Linked DNA regions of Zea mays: all the other regions are linked to region 3. A link is a contact called in public Hi-C data. All regions are on one chromosome and are shown on one strand. Each heading gives the region's core, a stretch centred on a gene start, on an enhancer-like site or on the middle of the called end of the contact. The rest is flanking DNA. Distances are from core to core; before and after follow the strand shown.

The links. Hi-C and Micro-C count contacts between places; a contact is called where the count stands out from the background.
Region 1: a contact with region 3 is called in a Hi-C map of ear, with 3 times the contacts expected there. The contact joins the promoter of LOC100193467 here to the promoter of LOC100193142 in region 3. A contact is called at or near these places in 3 of 25 Hi-C or Micro-C datasets (ear, endosperm and tassel).
Region 2: a Hi-C map of bundle sheath shows a contact between it and region 3, with 3 times the contacts expected there. The contact joins the promoter of LOC100281453 here to the promoter of LOC100193142 in region 3. A contact is called at or near these places in 8 of 25 Hi-C or Micro-C datasets (bundle sheath, ear, leaf and 1 more).

Annotation. Positions count from the first base shown.
Region 1 is chr4:165,621,278-165,625,235 of Zm-B73-REFERENCE-NAM-5.0, forward strand. It overlaps LOC100193467, which reads left to right and starts at 2,612. Exons shown (of 11, transcript NM_001138583.1): 1 at 2,612-2,790; 2 at 3,014-3,056; 3 at 3,219-3,345. The coding sequence starts at 2,632.
Region 2 is chr4:165,285,274-165,288,882 of Zm-B73-REFERENCE-NAM-5.0, forward strand. It overlaps LOC100281453 (zinc finger homeodomain protein 1), which reads right to left and starts at 2,332. Exons shown (of 1, transcript NM_001154371.2): 1 at 414-2,332. The coding sequence starts at 1,930. The coding sequence ends at 590.
Region 3 is chr4:165,439,050-165,442,867 of Zm-B73-REFERENCE-NAM-5.0, forward strand. It overlaps LOC100193142 (Dof zinc finger protein DOF2.1), which reads right to left and starts at 1,290. Exons shown (of 3, transcript NM_001138300.1): 1 at 963-1,290; 2 at 708-804. The coding sequence starts at 764.

The sequences.
Region 1 (3,958 bases), core at 1,362-3,861, 180 kb after region 3:
ACTGCAGTCACTTCGCCGCTCCACTGACCGGCCTGACAAGAGGACAGCGCCGCCTGCGCCGCTCTGACTGCTGTGCCACTCGACAGAGTGAGGCTGACAGCAGCCAAGTTCGGCCTCAGGCGCCATAGGAAACTCCGCATCGCCCGAAGGGCTCGGACTCGGGCTCAGCCCCGGAAGACGACGAACTCCGCATCGCCCGACCCTAGGGCTCGGACTCGGGCTCAGCCCCGGAAGACGACGAACTCCACATCGCCCGACCTCAGGGCTCGGACTCGGGCTCAGCCCCGGAAGACGACGAACTCCGCATCGCCCGACCCCAGGGCTCGGACTCGGGCTCAGCCCCGGAAGACGACGAACTCCGCATCGCCCGACCCCAGGGCTCGGACTCGGGCTCAGCCCCGGAAGACGACGAACTCCGCATCGCCCGACCCCAGGGCTCGGACTCGGGCTCAGCCCCGGAAGACGACGAACTCCGCATCGCCCGACCCCAAGGCTCGGACTCGGGCTCAGCCCCGGAAGACGACGAACTTTGCATCACCCGACCCCAGGGCTCGGACTCGGGCTCAGCCCCAGAAGACGACGAACTCCGCTTCGCCCGACCCCAGGTCTCGGACTCGGGCTCAGCCCCGGAAGACGACGAACTCCGCATCGCCCGACCCCAGGGCTCGGACTCAGCCCTGGCCTCAGCCGACGGTCTCTGCCTCGCCCAATCCAGGGGCTCGGACTCGACCTCGGCCTCGGAAGACAGACTCGACCTCGACCTCGGAGGAGCCTCCACCTCGCCCAACCCAGGGCTCGGACCGACCACGTCACAGGAGGCGCCATCATTACCCTACCTCAAGCTAACTCAGGCTACGGGGAACAAGACCGGCGTCCCATCTGGCTCGCCCCGGTAAACAAGTAATGATGGCGCCCCACATGCTCTATGACGACGGCGGCTCTCAGCCCCCTTACGGAAGCAAGGGGACGTCAGCAAGGACTCGACAACCCCGACAGCTGTCCTTCTGCCAGGCTCCAGCGCTCCTCCGACGGCCATGACACCACACAAACCGGGTGCCAAAACCTCTCCGGCTGCCACGATGGCATGTACTCAGGGCACTAGCTCTTCTCTGCTAGACACGTTAGCACATTGCTACACCCCCCATTGTACACCTGGATCCTCTCCTTACGCCTATAAAAGGAAGGTCCAGGGCCCTCTTACAGAGGGTTGGCCGCGCGGGGAAGGACGGGACGGCACGCGCTTAGGCCTCTCGCTCCCTCCCGCGCGGACGCTTGTAACCCCCTACTGCAAGCGCACCCGACCTGAGCGCGGGACAAACACGAAGGCCGCGGGTTTCCCCTTTTACGCCTGTCCCCCTCCGGCTTCTTCCCCCTTCGCGCTCCGTCTCGCGCCGACCCATCTGGGCTGGGGCACGCGGCGACAATTTACTCGTCGGTCCAGAAACCCTCGGGTTCGAAACGCCGACAATTATATTTCGGTTTTCGGTTAATTCAGTTTTTTAATCTAGAACAGAAAGTATCTCATTTGTTTTGGTTTTCTGAAATATGAATCAAAATTTATAAGGATGATTTCGGTTTCGTTTTAAGTTAATTTATAAGGATTATTTTGTGAGTCCTATTCACCGGGCGACGAACACAGATCAGGTATTCTCTTCCTGCCGTGCGAGAGATAATTGCCATTATGGAAGAAGAGAGGGGGTTTCGACGAAATGGAGGCGTTGGCGTTGGCTTCTCTGTTTTGGAGACGCAGCTGACAGACAAACTCTAAAATGGATACAAGACACTCAATTAGGGCTGCACAACAGATATTAGTGTCCTTTCACCATTTACCGTCGCCGAGCTCAGACGTCGTTTGGCGTCGTCTTCTTCTCCGTTGCGGAATCAGATCTCCTTGAGCATGGCCGCCACGTCCTTCATCGTCCGGCGGTCGTCCGGCGCCGCGCTCACGCACAGCAGCACCACTCCCATCACCTGCAGCATCTCCTCCACCTCTGAACTCGACCGTCGCCGGAGCGCCGGATCGAGCACGCCGGCGCGGTCCCTGCACCGCCGCACCCAGTCCACCACGTGCAGGCCGTCTGGGATCGTCGGGTCGATCGGCTGCTTCCCCGTCAGCACTTCCAGCACCACCACGCCATAGCAGCCCTTGCCGATGATGTTGGCGTCCACCAGGCTCCTCACCACCTGGTCCACGGAGAAGCTCAGCTTCTGGAACGGCGTGAACTGCCACGGCCACGACAGCTCGCCGCCGCTCTTCCCCCCAAAGCCCATCCGCCGCTAGGTTCCTGGATTGGGGAAGCAGGCCGCAGGAACAGGAAACGGCGGCTAGGGTTTCTAGATGGGAAAGCAGCCAGCGTCAACAAGAAACAGTGGCGCCAGGTTTTTGACGGCGTGAGCACGAAGTGAATTTAATATTGACGCCAGACGTAAATCTCTGTTTGTTGTCCATATCAGAAATAGTCTGTCCGCTGCGTCTCCAAAACAGAGAAGCCAACACCAACGCCACCCCTTCTGTCTTCTTCCATAATGGCAATTATCTCGCCGTGCGAACCCCTGCACCCGAACCCTCACTTAAAAACTAGTCCCCTTGCGAAAAAATTGGTCCGTCCCTGCCTCAGTCTGCACTCTACGATGGCGGCGCCTCCGGCCACGGCTCCCGCGACCGCCCGATGTCTGTCCGTCGCCAAGTCGTGCTGGGCTGCCGAGCGGAGCTCCAGCTCGTTTGTCCTCTCGGCTCCTGCGACTGGCCTCCGGCAAAGTGGGAGCCGCGTCCTCAGCATCCGTGCCAAGGTGAGCGTCGGACAAGATTTTCGTTTCCGCAGATTTGGCTACTCTACTGAGCGCCAGTGACTTCCTTTACTAGTTTGGTTTGTGTGGAGTATGGTGCTTAAAAAAACCTTTGCAATCGTCTCATCCAAATCCCATGCTCCCATGGGATTCTGAATCCCATATTTATAAGCCACAGATTGTTTTACCCCTATGGGATTAAGCTGTTCTGTGTTCTTCCATGCAGGTTGCCACTGGCCTGCAGAGGGCCTGCATTGCGGATGATGGAGGTGGGTTGTCTTTACTAGCTGTTCAGATATCAAGTTTTGTATTCGGCAGTCGGCACGTGGAGTATGCGCTTGGGATTTTGTAGCACGATTCATCAATTATGTACCTTACAATTTAAGAGCTCTATTATTTCTGGTTTCACTATTTTTGAAATCTCCATGCAGCGGAAAGGCCGTGGAAGCTCAGTGATGCTCGTCTTGTCCTGGAAGATGGATCAGTGTGGACGGCCAAGTCTTTTGGTGCTTCAGGAACACAAGTTGGTGAAGTTGTTTTCAACACATCACTGACAGGGTAAATCATTTTGGACTGAGTTACGCTTTTGTCTAAGTGGGGCGATGTTTTGCATGTCTTTTGGTTATTGTTTATCTGAGTGGTGGTATGTTTCGCATCTCTTGGTTGGTTATTATTTGTTTTCTCAGTCAAACAGGCAATCCTCATACTAGGACTTTAGATATTTGATTGGGGCGCGGGCGCACTTACTCCTGTAACCTAACAAACCTCCCCGATTTCACTGTACCTGTATCACATATTGATTTAGTTTAGTCATATAGTTATATGAAGCAAATGAAAACAAATGACTATAAATTTGGTTCCAGCTTACAGTCAGCTCATTGTACCTGGAAATTTCAGTGTTACAAGCTTCCGTTTACATCAAATTTGATGTGACAGAATTGTTTGGGATCAATTGCTGAATTTTGGTTGTTCTTGCAAGAAGAGGGGTGAGTGAGCGGGAGAACTTCATTGAGGTGAGACAACCTGGGGAGATAATATTATTCATCATATTCAGCGGAGGCATTGGGCTCTGGAGAAGTGGAGATAGAGAGATTGTTAAGTCGTTAGAAGTTAGGCTTGTTATAATAGCTAGATTTTTTGGCTTATTGTTTGACAGAGATTGTACTAGTTT
Region 2 (3,609 bases), core at 1,082-3,581, 150 kb before region 3:
GCACACAGAGCAGGGCACGATGCTCCGGGCTCCGGAGCGGCTGCCCTGCCAAAAGGAATCCAACAAGCCCAAAAAGCGAAGTCAAAAGGAGGGCGCCCAAGAGAGCGTTGCATCAAGCAATGCAATGGCAATGCAGGGAGCAGGGTTGCAGCAGCACTGGTACGACACTCCACATACCCAAGCTGCGCGTGCACCATCTCCGAATGAGATAGAGGACAGCAGGAGGGAGAGAGAGAGCCCTAAAACTAACACATTGAACATTATTACCACAAGAAAGAGGTGTAATGGATGTCAAAGCAAGCGCCATTGACGCTAGCAGTAACCTAATAATGGAGGTAAAGGTTTATCCAAGAAAGCAACGAGAGGACGACGGAAGACTGGAAGTAGAAGTATGGATGGATGAGATGACTAGATGAGATTAGGTCACATAATCATATTAATCCCTCCTAACTTCTGCTGCATGATGAGTCAACTTCTTAACAACCGGGATGTCACTGAAATTACAAGGGAGGAAGAAGGATAAAGAAAGGAGCTAATAAGCTAATGACATCGTCTGATCCTCCCGCATTACTCTGCGACTACTCGGTACTCACTCATGCATATCATGCTGCTGCTCCTGCTGCGGCGGCGGCGGCGGGTGGTGGTGATGGTGGATGTGGTGCGGCGGAGGTGGAGGTGGGTGGTGGTTGTGGTGGCGATGCTGCTGCGGCGGCGGCGGGGGCTGGGCCTGGGCCTGGGCCTGGGAGGATGGGGGCGAGGGCGGGACCTTGGCGAGGTGCTTGTTGTTGTGCATCCACACCTTGAGGACGCGCCGGGAGACGCCGACCTGGGCGCAGAAGACGTCCACGGCGTCGGCGTCGGGCTTGTGGATGCGCCAGCCGACGCGGTGCGCGAACTCGCGCATGCGGTCCTTCTGCTCCGCCGTGAACTTGGTCCGGAAACGCTTCTTGCTCGGCGCCGGGGGAGCGGAAGCCGACCCCGCTAGGGCCACCACCTGCGCGTGTGGCGGCGGCGGCGGCGGCGCGGCCGGGTGCGCGGGCGCGTGGCCTCGCAGCTCCTCGCTCGACGACTCGGTCAGCGCGGCGGGCGCGGACGCCGGGGACGCCGGGACGTGCGGCGGGCGCGTATGCATGTGCGGCGGGGCCATGAGCAGCGGCATGACACGGGACGAGTTGGCGCTGGCGCGGGCTGTGGGGGTCACCACCGGCACCGCCGAGGGCGATACCACCGCCGCCGCGGCGGCAACGCCGCCGGGGATCGCCTCGCGTCGGTGGAAGCTGCGGTGGCAGCCGCAGGCGGCGCAGGCCAGCGCGGCGGCCCCGTCGCTCCCGGACGGCATGAACTCGCAGCAGCCGTCGAGCACGTGCGCGCCAAGCCGCGCCGCGTGGTTGCGCAGGCACTCACGGTACCGCCACTGGGGTGCCTCCACCACGGGCCGCACGGACGCGAGGCCGAACGTAGAAGAGGCCGCCGATGGGGGCGCGGCGCCACCGCCGCCGCCGAGAACGCCATTATTATTCCTCACTGGTTCTTGGTGGCGCCGGAGCTGGGGCTGCTGCGCTCCCGCGGCTCTGTCCCTCTCCCTCTCCCTCTCCGCTTTCCTCGGATGGAGCTGCGGCGGCTGGCGGTGAGCCGGCAGGAAGCCTGGTGGAGGCAGCGGTGGCTGCGTCACCAGAGATGAGTTGGGAGGCAAGAGCGGCCTCGAGAAGGCGGCGGAGTCCATCAGGGAGGCGTGCGAGCCGAGCCCAAGAGCTTGGGCTTGCACCTCCTGCTGCTGTGGAGTGCCTAAGGGTGCCGCCGCCGCCGTGGTGTAGCGATGGCTTCTGGCCTCCTCATCCTCGTCCTCCTCCTCTTCCTCGTCTTCTTCCTCCTCCTCCTCCAGCTCATCCTCGTCTTCATCCTCCACATGCGATGATCTCTTGTACTCCATGGCTTCGGCTACCGAGCTTGGTTGGGGGCTCGCAGGGTTTGGTGGGCTCTTTTTTTAGAGCTAGGAAAAGGGTTTCTTGGGGGATGGGAGGAGGAGACGGTGGTGTGGTGGCGATTGTATTGCTTGGTAGAGCTAATTAAGCTAGATCATTACAAGAGAGTGGTAAAAATGCACTAAACCATACCAACCGCAACAACAGTTTTGGCACAAAGTGGGGAATGTTTTGGCATGGAGAGCTAGCTAGAGGGCAAACAAATCCATCTTTTCCGTCCATCATCCATCTATGCATGCAGATGCACCCTGAAGGGACCGAGGCCAGGGAGGAAGAAGGGAACAGCAGCAGCAGCGGGAGAGAGAGAGAGAGAGGAAGGGGAAGAGGAGGTGGTGGTGACACGGGCTGGAGAGAAACCGAGCGAGTGCCTACTGCCTAGGCAGCCTTGTCTTGGCTTGGGTTATTGGGTGTGTGTTTGAATGAGTCTATAGGTAGTCTACCACTCCCCCACAAGGCCAAGGCCAATGGTGAGAGTGACGGAGGAGAAGGCCATGCCCACCGACCGACAGGGCCATGTTTCACCCCCTCCCACACCTGCACTATGGCCTACCGGCCGGCCTGCTACCACCACCTCTCCTCCTCATTGTCACTCTCTGTTCTAGGTTTGGCTTTGAACCGTACCGTTTTCTCTATAGATTGTATCTATATAGATTGTATCTGTAGTAGTAATAGTTCGAAAAACTGACTATGATCCGAAGCAGCGAACAGTACAGTAGTTTTGCTTAATTGCACTCAACTGGCCGGGCTCCTGTTTACAAGTTGTGCCGGGTGGCAGTGACCTACTCACCACACCCGCAATAAGTGCAGCTGTGTGGTATTTACTCCAAGTACATCCATGCGTGTCTCCTACGTACTGCCTCGCACCTCCTGCTGCATTTACGCGCTCCCCTCTGAACTCATCAGCTGCTAGTACCAGTACCGGCGCCCTGTACTGTACGTATGGTAAAAATATGACAGTGTCCCTGTTTTTTTTTTTCAAAACCTTCACCTGATCAAGCAACTGACCTCAAAATCCACACTTGCATTGCTAGCAGACCTTACTGCAGTGAAGTCTGAAATAAGAAATGTGACGAGATAAAGGATAGGTAAGCTCGCATTACTGCAGTTGCTTGACATGTGGGTTCGTTCTTTCAGGGGTGTAGCAGTAAAGATCTCCCCATTTAAATTTTCTTGAACCATCGACGACGACCTGCCGTACGAGCAGGCCGCCAGGGCACCCTAAAATCCAAGCTATAGTATCTCCTACCATATTCCCAAAGCACGAAGCCACCAGTAGCTAGCTAGGGGGGTCTATAGCCTACCTGTCGTACATGGGGGGTTTCACGCACCAACAACAACGCCTAGCTAGCTAGGGGCAGAACGGTCATCGGATGCCGGACACAGCTTTGGGAATTGAGGACGCTGGGGTCCCTTTGGCGAACACCGTCGTCATTTGGGTGTGCCACGGTCTGCCACTACCATACATACCATCGATGCCCTCTGTCATGCTTCCATCCCCGGCCCTCTTCTTCCTTCCACGGCTTCGCTTTCAAGTTCCACTTCCACACCTCGTCTCCTCAGCCCTCACTGCCTGAGTGCCTGGGCGGCGTTGCAGTTTCCATCTCTCTTTCTACTAGCTTGTCTTTAT
Region 3 (3,818 bases), core at 40-2,539:
CATCGTCTACCGTTCATACATATATGTGCTTATTACTTACTAGTTATCATTAACAAAAAATAGTGTTTTCCCTAATAAAATTATGGTAAAATATCGACAAGTATATTTATTCACGTTGTTCTTTTCACGTGTTATGTCGACAGTCAAAGAGATCGATATACACGGCTTTTGCAGTGTTCTAAAGTTAAAGCCATGTAGATCAGATGTACTTGTTCAGATCTCTCTTTATCTCTCTTGTTGCTTTTGCTTGCAATTAATATATGGGTAAGAATCTGACGGTAGTGCAGGTGCAGTACACTTTATTATACTGTTTATGTGGTTGTTTCCTTTGTGTTTTTCGACATATTTGTGAGCAATAATCCTTCCAGAGTTTCATCGGTTAGTTTCTTTGTTGGTTTAAGTAAGATATAACGATCCTTGTGGACCTATTAATTGGATATCTCCTGTGATCGATCATAGTAGTTTCATAAAGGTTATTATTACGATCTCACTGCCTTTGATCAGATTAAGTCTACACTAATAAACAACCATTATTGTAGAGAGAGCAGAGACATACAACTTAGTAGTACGTTATGACAAAAAAACAACAGATAATTAAAGAGATATATAGCGCAGAGATCAACAAAGAGAGGAGCTAGTGAGCTGCCAGAAAGGAATTATATATGTTAGTACAAGAACCCAGGTATGTGGTCACGGTATATACGTACCTTGAGCCAGTCGGAGTCCATGCAGATGTGCATCGTCGGCGGTGCCCCGGCCATCATCGTCGGTCGATCACCAGCAGCAATATGATCTGACTACGACCTAGCAACGAGCAGCGACGATCAAGGTGTGTTCTACTTCTCTGCTGCCAAACAGATCAACGAGCAAACACGCAAAACCTAGCTACGACACACACCAAAAGAAATACGTATAAACACACAGCTGGTAGCTAGTAGCTACTACTTGATTGATTACCCTACCTGATCATATTATAGAGCACTAACTGAAATTCCTTCTTGCCGCTGGTGCCTGCCTTGTTGTCGATCGACGAACTGGAAGGTACGCAGCGAGGACGGTACGTCGGAGGAGACGATAGATGCACCGATCGAGCGACGCGCGATCGATTTGCAGCGGCAAACAAACCGGAAGGCCGGGCGATCGATTTGCAGAGGAAGAAGAGAGGATGGATGGATGGATGGTGGTGCCGGCGGCTGCTGGTGAGGAGATGTGAATAAGAAGGGGAGGAAAAGTTGCGCGCCCGAACCCAACCCCAACTCCCACACCGGAGTGATTAGCAGGCGGGTTTTGGTGATAGATCGAGAGCGAGGAAGGAACTGAGGAACGCAGCAGTAGTACTGGTACGACAGAAGCGCTAGCAGGCGGCAGCAGCAGGCAGCAGCGTGCCGGGCGGTGCCGGTGCGTGGCTGCGTGCATGTTGCTGGGCTCCGCGCACCACGGGCCGGGGCTGGCCCACGGTGTCGGGGCCAGCAGCGCCCGGCAGCGTGGCGGACTGGAGCGCGGTGAGTGGACAGTGGAGACACGTCCGGCAGGAGGGGAGACTAGGAGAGGAGAGGATGGGAGGAGAGAGAGAGAGACGGAGGCCGGAAGAGTGAAAGGCGGGCGGCCTAGCTCGTCGCGTCGGCTTCCGCGCTGCCGGCGGTCCCCGCAGCTGGGTTCCTTGAGGCCCGCGCGGCCCCCGCCGCCAGTTCGCATCCCGAGGCGTGCGCGGTTGTCGTCGGCCGGGCCCGTCCGTCTCCGTCCTGGTTCGGCGGCCATCCATGATCCATCCCTTCACTTCACCAGCCTACCCCTACGCTACTGGCTGGCTGGCTGCTCACCATCCACAGGCCAGTGGCTATTGATCGGCTGTGCGCGCGTGTGCGTGGCGTGCTGGTCCAATTTATTTCTTCATTTATTTTGTTACAAAAAAATGACAGTGATATACATAACATTTGTTTATGCTCTTAATATGTCATGGAATTTTTTTAGAGAGAGAAAAAAATGTATATTCTAGCTACTTAGTAGGATAAAGAGAGGTACTGTAGTAGCTCTCTCTAGTGGATCAGAATACTTGATGCGTCACCGTTACGAGACGGCAGAATGTCAGTTTGAGCAAATACGCTAGCCGCCTAGCCGGAAAGGCAGAGTGACGTGGCTTGGATTGTGGTGATGCGTAGCCAGGACGACACCACTCCGGCCACGTGGAATATTTCGGTCCCAGTGAGGAAAGGCCAGAGACGAGAAAACCGACCGAAAAAAGCGCACTCCAACTGGGCCCATGCGTCTTGACCGGATCGCTGCTTCGACCGTCGTCGGCGGCGGCGACATTGAGATATGCGCCGTAGTTCCAAAAAGTACGTACGGCGAAAACGGATTCCTAGTCTATGTACGTAGTACGGAGTACAGTACGTATGTATGGCGGCGGGCGTTATGGGTGAGATTTTTTTTCTTCTTCTTGGGACTGTTCAAAAGCATGTTTTTGTGGGTCCAGCCGGCCGGCCATGGCCATGGTTCGAAAGGGGGGCATGTGTGGGAGCAAACAAGAGACAGATATAGCAGAGCCGAAGCATCTCTCCCTGTCGCCTCTTCTTCCTCTTCCGGATTCAAATGTCGTTTGCTTTGCGCTTTAAAGCTTGCCTTTGCGAGCTCGCACCCCGCAAGCAAGGTATCCGTTCGCATCCCCCCTCAATAACCTAATGATCTGTGCGACGCAATGCACGCATGCCCATCGGCGTCAGTCCGACGACGACTACCACAGCGTTTCCGTTCCAGCGCGCTTGCCTTGCCTTGCCGGCGTCACTACTGTCACAGCCTAATATTGATCTGTGCACCGCACGGTGTCGCATCGCGTTCTCACGCTCTGCTGTGTTCCGGCCGGTGTGGACGCGTGGCAGTTGCTGATGTTCGATGCCGGCTTGTGAGTTTCTGCGAAGAAAACTCGGGCATTTGAAACCACCGTGCTCACTGCTCACCCAGTCACCCCTGCTGCAGCTAGCTGGTCGACGAGCTCTGCATGCATGCAGGCCGGCCGGTAGTTTTGTCAGAACGCAGGATTTGTTAAGCTGCTGTTGCAATTCTTCGGGTAAAATCGATGCATCTATAGCAAGACACACACGATGACTAAAACTATGCTTAATTATTGCCAAAGCGCATCGAGCTAGAGAAACGAATCGAACTGCCAGTAGAAGCAGGATGGACAACGAACGACACGTAAAAATGTTCACGTCATCTAGCTGCTCCATCGATATATAGCAAGGTGTGCACTTGTGTAGCGTGCTTAGGTCGGAACACCAAGATTCCATTGGTCCCATTCCCATGCGCGCGTACTCGCTCCCATCGCATCGCATGCATGGCCACGCCGCCATCCTGCACGAGTGGACGTACGAGAGCACGCGCGAGCAGTTGACGCAACGAGCGAGGCGGCAAGCCGGGGGGACGCACGCGCCACGCCACCAACCCCGGGCCTCTCGGTCTCGGCTCGCCTAGTACCCGGTGCTCGCGCGCGTGCGCTCCTGAGCGTAGCTCTCCACCCCTCTCGTACTGTGCACTCACCCGGCAGCCCGGCGGCACGCGCTCGACCGCACAGGCTCCGGCAGGCGGCAGCCCAGGTGAAAGTCCAGCGAGAGGCGCGCGCGTGTGTGATAGTCCGCCCTCGACTTGGCTGGCGGCGGCGGCGGCGGCGGCAGAGCGCCGGCGCCCATACCCGGCCCAGGAGCACATGCGGCGCGTGCCACCGCCGGTTGGGCGGTGCAGCCACGCGCGCGAGCGGACGACGAGGCTCGGGACCGCTAGCTTTCTTTATTACTATTTTTTTTACCACATGTGAAATCGAGCGC